4 separate regions of the Zea mays genome follow, and regions 1, 3 and 4 are each linked to region 2. A link is a contact called in public Hi-C data. All regions are on one chromosome and are shown on one strand. Each heading gives the region's core, a stretch centred on a gene start, on an enhancer-like site or on the middle of the called end of the contact. The rest is flanking DNA. Distances are from core to core; before and after follow the strand shown.

The links. Hi-C and Micro-C count contacts between places; a contact is called where the count stands out from the background.
Region 1: a Hi-C map of tassel shows a contact between it and region 2, with 2.4 times the contacts expected there. The contact joins the promoter of LOC100282952 here to the promoter of LOC103644196 in region 2. A contact is called at or near these places in 7 of 25 Hi-C or Micro-C datasets (bundle sheath, ear, endosperm and 3 more) and 1 of 3 datasets of contacts at active chromatin or transcription factors (seedling).
Region 3: a contact with region 2 is called in a Hi-C map of ear, with 4 times the contacts expected there. The contact joins the promoter of LOC103644198 here to the promoter of LOC103644196 in region 2. A contact is called at or near these places in 3 of 25 Hi-C or Micro-C datasets (ear, leaf and tassel).
Region 4: a contact with region 2 is called in a Hi-C map of tassel, with 2.2 times the contacts expected there. The contact joins the promoter of LOC100280943 here to the promoter of LOC103644196 in region 2. A contact is called at or near these places in 3 of 25 Hi-C or Micro-C datasets (bundle sheath, ear and tassel).

The regions. Positions count from the first base shown.
Region 1 is chr1:296,462,873-296,465,572 of Zm-B73-REFERENCE-NAM-5.0, reverse strand. LOC100282952 (vesicle-associated membrane protein 725) reads right to left here and starts at 1,315. Exons shown (of 5, transcript NM_001155857.1): 1 at 965-1,315. The coding sequence starts at 1,154.
Region 2 is chr1:296,333,114-296,335,813 of Zm-B73-REFERENCE-NAM-5.0, reverse strand. It overlaps LOC103644196 (DDT domain-containing protein DDR4), which reads left to right and starts at 1,346. Exons shown (of 13, transcript XM_008667392.4): 1 at 1,346-1,910; 2 at 2,049-2,159; 3 at 2,647-2,700. The coding sequence starts at 1,587. LOC100284039 reads left to right here. Exons shown (of 6, transcript NM_001156937.1): 3 at 53-118; 4 at 225-293; 5 at 380-451; 6 at 762-1,102. The coding sequence ends at 896.
Region 3 is chr1:296,553,546-296,556,245 of Zm-B73-REFERENCE-NAM-5.0, reverse strand. It overlaps LOC103644198 (CLAVATA3/ESR (CLE)-related protein 25), which reads right to left and starts at 1,404. Exons shown (of 2, transcript NM_001328367.1): 1 at 996-1,404; 2 at 1-154. The coding sequence starts at 1,056. It overlaps LOC109943558 (a long non-coding RNA gene), which reads left to right. Exons shown (of 2, transcript XR_002266587.3): 1 at 1-237; 2 at 356-583.
Region 4 is chr1:296,579,621-296,582,320 of Zm-B73-REFERENCE-NAM-5.0, reverse strand. LOC100280943 (50S ribosomal protein L4-like) reads left to right here and starts at 1,291. Exons shown (of 7, transcript NM_001374362.1): 1 at 1,291-1,458; 2 at 2,652-2,700. The coding sequence starts at 1,348.

The DNA.
Region 1 (2,700 bases), core at 66-2,565, 130 kb before region 2:
CTAGAGCTAATAGTTAGTTGGCTAAAAAATTACTGGTGGAATTAGCTAGCTAACTATAAGCTAATTTGCTAAAAGTAGCTAATAGCTGAACTATTAACTAGATTGTTTGAATGTCTTCCGCTAATTTTAGCAGCTAACTATTAGCTCTAGTGCATTCAAATACCCCCTAAGTATTCTTAGAGGAGAGTCATTCTGATATTATGTAGGATGCATCAACATACCCTTAGTCTAATGCAAAGACAGATTACCTACCACACCTGTGCCATATCCGGTTATTATTTATGAAATCATCATTGATGGCAATGTCTCCTCGAAACAGGAGTACGTCGAAATAGAACTTATGGCCTATGGAATCTTACCGTGACATTATACCATAATAAAAAAAGATAATATTATATTCAAATCATCATTCAACAAAAACAGCAATCATACCGGTTCTTAAATCACGAGGAATTACTTAAAAGATACAAATGTGCATGCGTAACAAGGAGCCAAAAAAACAAGCACGCAACAGTCACCACCAAATACATCTACTAAAAATAGCAAACTTATAGGCAACAGGGTGAACTGCTGCCATCGGCTGCAGCTAATGCCATGAGCTTAACTGAACAAGATTCAGCAAATACCACGGCACTCCACGTATCTACAAATACTGTCAAACTCGAGTCTCAAACAATGCCTGTCATCTAAGACTTCACCAGGTAACTAAGGGTATAGCTAAGGCGAGCACAGGGAGCATTTCCCTCCATTTCCCACACAGCACTAACTGTACAGTACCAGCCAACATGATCACCAAGTGCAATCAAAACGACCTAACCGCATATCGACCAAATCAGCAAGATCTACACACAGGTGGCCACAATCAGGCATGGCCATGCCTGGTACAGACAGATCGGTTGAACTCCGCAACGAATCGCACGGCTAATAAAAAGGATCATTCGAGAAGGCAGGACAGACAACTCACTGAATCCGTCTTCCACGAGGTAATTGAAAGTGTGACCGTCGCAGTTGTAGGTGAACTTGTTGTTGCTTGCGGGGAGCTTCATGAGGCACTGGGAGGCGATGGTGGTGAAGTTGCCGGTGAACTCCGTGTACTCGGCCAGTATGACCGTGCCACGGGCCACGAACGCGTAGATCAGCGACTGCTGCCCCATGGCTGCCCCCTCGTCGTCCCTGCTTTCCCCTCTTCCCCCGCTCGTGGAGTTTGGCTCGCCGCTGGCGAAACCCTAGGGCTGGACTGGATCTCCGCGAGGTGGAATGCGGGGGAGGGGGAAAGGTCGGTTTCGCTTCTCCGTGGAGTGGGAGGAGGGGTAATAGTCGGGGGTGGAAAAGGAAAGGAAAGGAAAATCAAATTTTGTTGATGGAGTTTTGCATGACGGTCCTTCGAACAATTTTATTAGTAGTGATATTGGCTTTGCTTAGACTCGAGACTTTGATCAGGCTTCGGTTGACGAGCTGTCCAGCCCATGCCTCATGGTTGTCTCCCTTTGTCGTTAAAAAAATTTTTCCTAAAAAAATTACCTTCCCCCAATTGTGTTAGTTCAAGAATCAAGATAGTGGAGTCACTGTCACTCTATTATAGGCCGTGTTTGGTTAATGGCAGTTATTTTGAAAATATGTTACGGATCCAAACGCAGCTTTATGAAAAATCACGTATACGCTTCAAGTGCACTTTAATTATAAAATACAGCTAAAATATAATATAATACAGGGGACGTGGACGTGTCTAAAACATATATCTAGCTATATTTATTATATCAATCATTGACCAATCAGCTAATTCCATGTCTCGAGCATAGAGTCAAGAAAACGTCTTGAGTTTTTTTATGTTTACCCCCTTAAACACAATCGAAAACACAGATCAAGACACTTATTGTACATGCCCTAATATGTACAAACCAAACGCGGACATAGTTCATTTAGACAAAGCAAAGCTTTATATGACTACGGCACTATTTATGTAATGTATTTTCACATAAAATTATTTTCTAATGTTTAAATACATGTTTAACTTCAGTTGTTAAAACTAGGACACTTCATAAGCTGGTGAAAGATATGATATTTAGCGAGGCGATCGATATCAAGGTGTACGTGATGTACGGGACTAGTGAACACCTTTTTCCTCCTATTTTAGTTATCATGCTTGAAATTTTATATTATCACAAACTAAGTATGTAAGCATGTTTGATTTTAGGTTCTACCTCTGTAATTGATGAACAGTGAAGATATTACTTCAGGTTACTAGTAAATTACGCGCGCATTCGCGCGTGCTATAGCAGAGCTTATCGTCACCCGTGCCACCGCGTGGATGACGTCGTGCGCCTCCGTCTCGACGACGCATTGAGCGGTTTGAAGCATTGTCCAATGGTGACGCGCATGGACGGCAGGGTCGTCAACGACGAAAACAGCGTTGGCGTGGATGGTGTTGTGCACCTGCATCCGGCATCCTGGAGGAGAAGCGGTGAGGAGACATTATTATTGTTCATTATGGCGACAATGATTTTTAGACTCTACAATGTGTATGGAGGATGCCTTGTCGACAGTGGCTACGGCCGCTAATATGGAATTGGACAACGTACATAAAAAAGAACGACATGGATATCTGACTTTGCAGTTTTGCTCCCATTTTTTGGCCAATACAGATATTGAAATGGTAGTATGGTTCTGATAAGTTGATCGTGGAGAGGTTCACTATGGAAC
Region 2 (2,700 bases), core at 97-2,596:
AAGTTACATACAACATGAACTTGACCACTTAAAGATCTTGTTGTTTTAACAGGCACGTCGTGAGAAAATAAGTGAACGAATGAAAGTTCTCCAAGATCTTGTGCCTGGATGCAACAAGGTGCACTTTGATCTATGGGCATCCAGTGTCGTTCGTGTTTTCTCATTTTAATCATTCCTGAGCTTCGTTCCGGTATCAAAATGATTTTTTCTGCTTGCTTGGTCAGGTTATTGGCAAAGCATCAGTACTTGATGAGATAATTAATTACATCCAGTCGTTGCAATGTCAAGTTGAGGTATCCCATTTTTTGACAACTGTTGCTTCTATGGAGTTGCACCCCCCTCCGTATTCAAGCTAAAGATATATAATCTGTGCTTGCAGTTCCTGTCCATGAAACTAGAGGCAGTGAATGCCCAGGCAAACCAGGGAGTTGAAGTATTTCCAGCCAAAGATGTAAGTTAACTTTTAAAATGTCTAGTTAAGTCCAGGGTATACCTTTGTGTGGTTTTATGTGCTGCTTCCCAAACACTTGAATGATGCTTTGTGAGAACTACTGTTTTTTTTTGTTGGAAAAATAGCATTTCTGTTTGAAATAATGCATTGCGAGTTTTAAGTATAAATTTGCAGAGGAGGATGCAGCACTGAAGTGTGTTAATGAATTGCTCTGTTTTTCTTTCGTATGATTTGCCATTTCTTTTCCGAGTTCTCCACTCCCCGTGTGCCTATTCCTAAAATTCATGCTTACTTTTGTCGTCGTTTGCAGTACGGTTCTCAGACATACAACACAGCTCCTGGGCTGACATTTGATACGCAAACCAGTAGAGAATACGCCCAGGGCACGTCGACCTCGGAATGGCTTCACATGCAGATTGGCAGTGGCTATGAAAGGGTTTCATGAACGAGATGAATCCAGGCAGCCGCTAAATAAAGTGAACCATGATCAATCATGGCCGTGCTTGTAGATCATTCTTTTTCATTTTTTTTGAAACCATCATGTTCCAGACGCATTTTTTATTCATGCTTGGAGCTGTAATTCCAGCCGGAACATGTATTTTTGATGAGGCGCTCATTTGTTTCCCCATCTGAATCTCAAGACTGTTTCTGCTGTTCATGTATTCCATGGAATTTCTGTAGATCGCGTTCGTCTGTCAGAAGGATGAATAAATCAGTTGATGCTTTGATTTTGAATCCATTCAGGACCATCCTTCAGGCCGCACGAGTTTTGGATTCAGAAACTTTGACCATGCCCAACTTAAACCTCCCGAGAACCCAGCACAGCTAGCGAAATCTCATTTTTACCCTGACCTGACCTACAGACGCGGTAACGGTTCTGACGTTCTGCTGATCTGTTCCCAAAGCCCCTGCTGATCTCGCACACGAAATCCCGCTTTCGCCCCCGTCCTCTTCCCCGCTCCACCTCCCTTTCCCCCTCCCTCCTTACTCCAGTCCTCCCATGGCTTCCAGTGCCACGGGACCTGCCCGCTCCCCGTGAGTCCGAGACCTCCTCCCCGACCGAGCCCTGCCCTGATCCCGACCCGGGACCCACCCTTGATCCGGACCGTCCTAAATCCCAACGGGGTCTCTGGCGATGGCGGCGGCCTCCCCGCCGCAGGATCAGCAGCAGCCGGCGGCGGAGGGGGCCGTTGCGCGGGAGGACCCCGCGGCGCTGACCCCGAGGAGGGCTCGGTTCCCGCGCGCGTGCCACTACCGTCCGAACGCGCCGCCGCTCACGCCCACACCCGCGCCCTCGCCTCCGCCGCCGCGGCCGAGGCGGAACGGGAATGCGGGGTACGAGACGCCGGAGTACCGCGTGGTAACGCCGCTGGTGGAGGAACCGGCGTCGCCCGCTGAGCTGCCGCGGTGGAGATTGCGCGGCATGTGGGAGCTCGCCTCCGTCCTCAACTTCCTCCACGTAAGCGGTCTAATTCTTCCGTGCCCTTCAGCCTTCAGCCGCTTCTGCTCTGCATTAGATAAGGTTTGAGATAAGGTCTGAGAGTTGATTCTTCGGGTATGTTATGGTTGTCTTGGTTGATCTGCTTCGGAGTTGCAGGTGTTCCGGCCATTGCTGAACATTCCGGTGGAGTTCACTGCAGAGGAGCTGGAGGACGCGATCATAACACCCAATGGAACGTTGGATGACGTTCATATGCCTTTATTAAAGGTGGATTTGTAGCTTTCTCGGTAATTTTTGTGTTCATCATGAATTTTAATTTTTAAATTTGCTGCTGCTTTCAACTGCCTATTGAATTGGAGAGTTTTGGGGAAAGTTATGCTGCTGGCCAGCTGGGTGCTCGCCATGATGCCTCATGCTGTGGTGTCTTGGGCTATGCATTTTGTATTTCTTGACAAATAATGTTTCTGCTGGTATAGGAGTAGTGTATGCTACAAGCCTACAACTACCACTTTCCATTCCATACTTGTACCTTGCTGTTCTGGTAATTTTGCTAAAGGTATATCTGTGTGGAACACATATGAAGAACTTCACTCATAAAGGAGTTTAGTATGTTTTAGGATACATATGCCATGTTATGGTAACTCTGTTTGGTTTGTCCATTTTAGGTACTACTAACTTAAAAAGTTAAAATCATAGTAAACAAATTAACAAGTTTCTTATAGGTTTCACTGTGCTTCTTAATTGCGTTTTGCAGTCAATTCCTCCAGTAACTCGAATGGCCATGGGACGTGGAACATGGATAGCGGTG
Region 3 (2,700 bases), core at 155-2,654, 220 kb before region 2:
CAAGTATGCAACGCAACGCATCTTCTGTTTGCTAGCCGCCGCTCCCAACACGTCGCTATCGCCGGCCTCTTCGGGTTCGGAAGCTTCCACGCCTCGGCATGCGCGCTCCCGACGTCATGCTCGTCCCGGCGATCGTCCTGACTTGCCGGTTCCTCTGCAGGATTTGAAACCGGGTTAGAAGCTGAAGCTGAAGCTGAAGCAGGGACTGAGACAGCAGCACAGTCTTTGTTTCGGCAGGTGATGCACTGAAACCGTTAAGGCTTTCCTGTAGTTTACCATCATGATGAACCGTGGGTGTGGTGCTGTGCTGTGCTTTGTTTTGACTGCTTTCATGGATGTAGACTAATGATTTCAGGAATGATATGTGCATCTACGTTGCTCACTGGGGGAATAGGACTTGTGTGGTTGCTTTTGCTGAAAGATTATAGCATATCATCATAGGGGAATGTGGGAGTGGTGAGGGAAAAAGAGCGCATGGCATCTTTTGCTCATATGCGTCGTCTCCCTTTGTTTTTTCTTCCCTCTCCCTGCGTTTTATCCGTTATCATTTATTTTATATTATTATGAAAAGTATTGTTTTTTCTTTCTTTCTTTCCTGACCTATCCTACGTGAAAATATCCAACAAAACATGGTAAATGGGAGCATATGGCAAGACAAAATGATCACAACAGACGCACTGCAAAACATTCACCTTTGCATACCACCAGTCAGAAACTGGTGAAACAAGAACATTCCCTTCATTCCGTAACGCAAGCTTAACAAACAAACAAGCCATGACAAAAAAAAACGTCAAGCGTTGGAATTCTGCTAGTTCAAGTTAGGTGAAGGCTGCAGCATTTGGCCTCATATCGTACGTAGTAATTTTTTTTGAAAATCCTAAAGCTTCTAGTTTCAAGAAACCAGTGCATTGGGTACAAGGGGAAAAAAGGGGGGGCCAACTCAAACACCAAAACCAAAGCTTGCAGCGCAGTAAGCTGTACGTAGATCAAAGTACCTGTTGTGGATAGGATCAGGGCCATTGGGCACCCTTCTCTTGCTGTCCTGGAAGGGATCATGAGCCTTGAAATCCTCCAGGGTCCTCAGCCCTCCGGCGCCTCCGCCCAGCATCATCCTCCTCCCGCCGATCGCCGCCGGCGGAGCCGCTTTCCTGACGCCGTCCACGACGAACGACACCAGAAGGAGCGCTCCGAACAAGATGGCCAATGCCGCTGGCGCCGCCCGCCTCACGGACACGGCCGACCTTCTCATGACACCCACCGACCAGTCGTCCGTCGCCGCGCAGCGCAGCGTCGTCTTCTTCTTCCGTAGAGCGGCCTCCTCCTCCTCCTCTCCTGGCGAGCGACAACGCTGGTCTTCTAAGAGCTTCTTCTCATGGCATGGGGTGGCGCTAAGTGTGATGCAACGGCTGCGGCTGCGCAACGTGACTGCATATTATAATGTGGGGAAGAAGTAGCGGCAGGATTTGTGTCAGTCGCTGTCGCGCGGGTATTCCTGCTTCTTGTTCTGTTCTGGCCTTCTTTCGCTTTGGCCCGATTCTGCTGTGCTTTTGAAGGATGCCCTGCCCCTAATGGAGGGGAGGGGGGGCAGCAGAGAGTAGAATCAAAGCAAGCTGAGCCACGCTCGCTTTTCTTTCTTTTTTTTTTTTTTTGTTGCGCTTTGCTTTTTGAGCCATGTTGTTTTCCTCCTGCCTTTCCCTTTTTTTTAATCCCCCTTGTTTTTTCTTCTTCTCGTGAAGAGAAGAAGGGTAAAAGACGGTGGATAAATAATAAAAAAAAGCATTGCTATCCGATCCTTAAGGCTGCCCCTGTTCTCCTTCTCCCTCAAGTAGTAGTACCATTCCTGTTGTGAGGTGAATTCAGGTCACATGTGGGAAAAGAAAAAGGGGAAAGAACTCATCTTTGAGTCATTCTAGGAGAGAAGCAGCATGACGCATGAGAGATCGCAGCCACGGCAAAGGTGGCGCTCAAAAGCAGCGGCTCTCCAAGTCCAAAGTGAGCTGCTGCAGCAGCACCCTGAAGAAATAAACTTCGCTTTCATGTGATCTGTCACAATCCTTTTGAGTGTCCCCTTTTTTCTCTCTCTTTTACTTTGGGTGAATTGATGCAAATGCTCTTCCATCACGAACCGAAACTGTGGTTTTTTTAAAAAAAATTCTCCGCTAAGTAAAGTGAATTTCAACTTTGATATGGTATTCTGAACATGCTCACTGAAGCCCATCCGTTTCGAATATTATCTGTATCGGCGTGACCAGATCTTGTTGGATTGCTGCTTCCTTCGTGCTGGTGCCCGTGCCCGTGCCCTCCTTCCTTTCTTTGGCAGATCAGAGCTTGAGACAGGAGGCCGAGGCCATTCTATATTGTGGAAAGGGCCAATGCAGTTGGTTATTTGGGAGACAGCCTGACGCGCTCGCTGTCCTTAAACCCACTGTGAAGCAAGACAACAAAATACCAAAGCAAGCAGGAACAAACAGAAAGTTCCATTCCATGGCATGGCATGGCACAGTGGTGTCACCCCGAGCCAGCCTACTGTGGCAGGCAGTAAGATCACAAATCACAGCGTCTCCAGATTGCAGTAAAAACTCAGGTTTCATGGAAACACGGACAGACTTGAAAACCTCTAAACATTATGAATGCCATCACCATCCATAATCGCAAAAAATCCAATCCAATCCAAGGCCGCGGTCCAATCCATGCCCATCC
Region 4 (2,700 bases), core at 42-2,541, 250 kb before region 2:
ACATATCTAAAATCTTACATCTTAATTAATGTTTCAAATTCATCGTATTAAATGGTGACTGATCCATTGTGCACTTGTATACACTGCAGGTTCACACCGTTGTTTTCTGACTTTATACTGCTGTTCAGAGTAGCGCATTGCTGAACAAACTGAACCTCCGAACCTCAAACTGAATTACTCACTTTGCTGAATAAACTGATGAGGATCTAGACAACAGTTTCAGAATGCTACAGTATTTTCAGAGTAGCGCTTGAGATGCAGATATGGTAAAATCAAAGGGGTGAACTAGAGAAGTTGCTTTGGCATGTTGTGGGAAAAGAAATGATGTTACAGTTCACATTCAGGTGCAGAAAATTAAGGTAACGAGAGAGCCCAGAGGTCTGCAGAGGGCAGAGGCTGATGAAAATGCATCAGAGGAGAGTGAAAATGCATTCAGACACAGATAATAATTAAAACCAATAATTAGATGTATCACATAGAGGTTTCAACATAAATGTATCACATAGCTGATAAATTTTGCAATATGAAATATACATATATGATTGATCTAATGTCCATCGTATCGTTGCCATACTTCACTAATCAGAGGATAGTGAAGTGTGTGCCGGCGGGGGAGGGGGTTCGGGAGGGGATGTTGTTGCCAGCAGCAAGGGGAACGTGAATGGGGAATCTCGCGGTGGGGGAGGGCATCTGGAAGAGAGGGGTAACGGCAGTTGGACGTGGAGCCGGAAGGGATGGCGGCGGCGACGGCCGGGTGACGAACGGGAGAACCTGTTTTTTTTTATTCATGGCAAAACGGATGGATGAGACTAGTGATGCAAAAGTGATGACCAAACAGATGAACGGGAGCACCGAATGCCGAAGAGACGACCAGCGTTGTACAACGAAGCGACAACATCGTATCTTTGCCTCGAGCCATGCGCGAGGAACGGTGGCTTCGCCAAGGATCGAGTCTTCGGAAATTTTACAGTTACCTCCCTAGACACGGTATAAGACACGCCGTGTTAAACAACGCTGTACATACCCTTATATTTCATCTTCTACTCCAAACTCTATGGTGTAAACGGTGCTGCAACAACGACGTAACGTAATGGCATAGACCTAGACCGGCAGCTATCGGCCCACCCATCTCGACCGAGCGGTCCTACATGAACATGTGGCGCCGCGGCCCGGGAGCAGGCCGTAGTCTGTGTGGGCTTGAGCGCGTGCTGTTGCTGAAAGGCCCAAGCGAACAAGCAAAAGGGAGGGACAGCCCACGCGGATCGGTGTGCGTGGCTCCGCGCTCCCTTCCGCCGCCAGTCCGCCGGCTCAACTCCAGCCGCCGCGTGCCCCTCCTCTCCCCACCCGATGCGGGCCCTCGCGCGCGCCGCGTCGCTGCTCCGCCGCGCCGCGGGGTCCGCGCCTACTACGGCGTCGCTGTACCATCCGCCGCGGAACGTAGGCCCTTGCCTCGTGAAGGTCTGGACCCCTCCCTCCTTCCCCATGTCCTCGGTGCGGCGTATCGCAAACCCACTCGACTGATTCGACAAAAGGGATTAACAAATCTAGGTGGTTCTAGAATCCAGAGGGATTCGGGTGGGCCGGAGCCGCGACTGTTTGTGGGCAAGTGTTAAGCAGCAGCTGCTCTTGCGTTCGGATGCTTGGTCTCTTGTAGAATGGGAAATGGGCCTGCTTCAGGCTGGAGTTGTGGTTTAGGTGCAGCATTGCTCATCCACTTGCCTGAATCCTGATTCGTAGGAAAAAAAAAGAGTATTCAAGCTTGATTGAAATCTAGTGGTTTAGCAAACATCTGATGATTTCACTCAACTGCAATTATGTTCACTCTTGAGGATTGTGCTAGTTTGCGTATTTACAAGGATCGCTCAATGCCAAGGCTTGTGATGGGAAGCGAAAGTATAGTCCCTTTTCAATCTAAGCACGCGCACACACACAGGTGTCAATTTTGTGTCTGGTGCCTTGCTTGAGAAACATCTAGCACATCCAGCTACGAATTTGCTACATTAGTTGTGGTAATAGGTGGCAATCCTGTTTTTCAGTTGAACATTAATCCAATTGCTTCTTCCATTCATTCCGTTACTTGTGCGGCTAGTCCTGTAAATTTGTCTGTTTACCTCATGCTGCATTCAGTTGCCATTCAACAAGGCCTTCGGGGACAAGATATTTTACATCTGGCTTTATTATCAAACTTTATATCTGAATATATCTTGGATTAGTGGATTACATGTGATGACAGATGCTTTACCTGCCCCCTAAAACTTGCTCTGCTCATTGTCTTTCTGTTCCTGTTTTTCCTTTTGCTTTGCTGAACCCAAACCTGTTTTATTTCGTTCTTGTTAACGGAAATGGCGACAGCCTTGCTTTGAAACATGCGCTGGAAAGCTACAACTATTACATCCTCCAATCTTCTGTAGTTTTTTTCATTAACTTATTTGACAGGAATGCATAAATCATATTTGTCCTGTTAGCATTTTGGGTATCAAGATTTCAACATAGAAGTTTTATTATATTTTTGCCAAGATCTAACTTGTTGCACCCAATCATCTGTTAAGAAATCTTTATCCTTTCTCTGTTTGAAAATGTGTTTTTTGTATATTTGATTGCACGTGAGTTCTGCATTGACCTTTTGTTTTAAATACTTGTTCCATTTCCAGAATCTGCCAGGTTTCTTTTTCAATGGGTATTCTACTCTTTTGGCTCCAC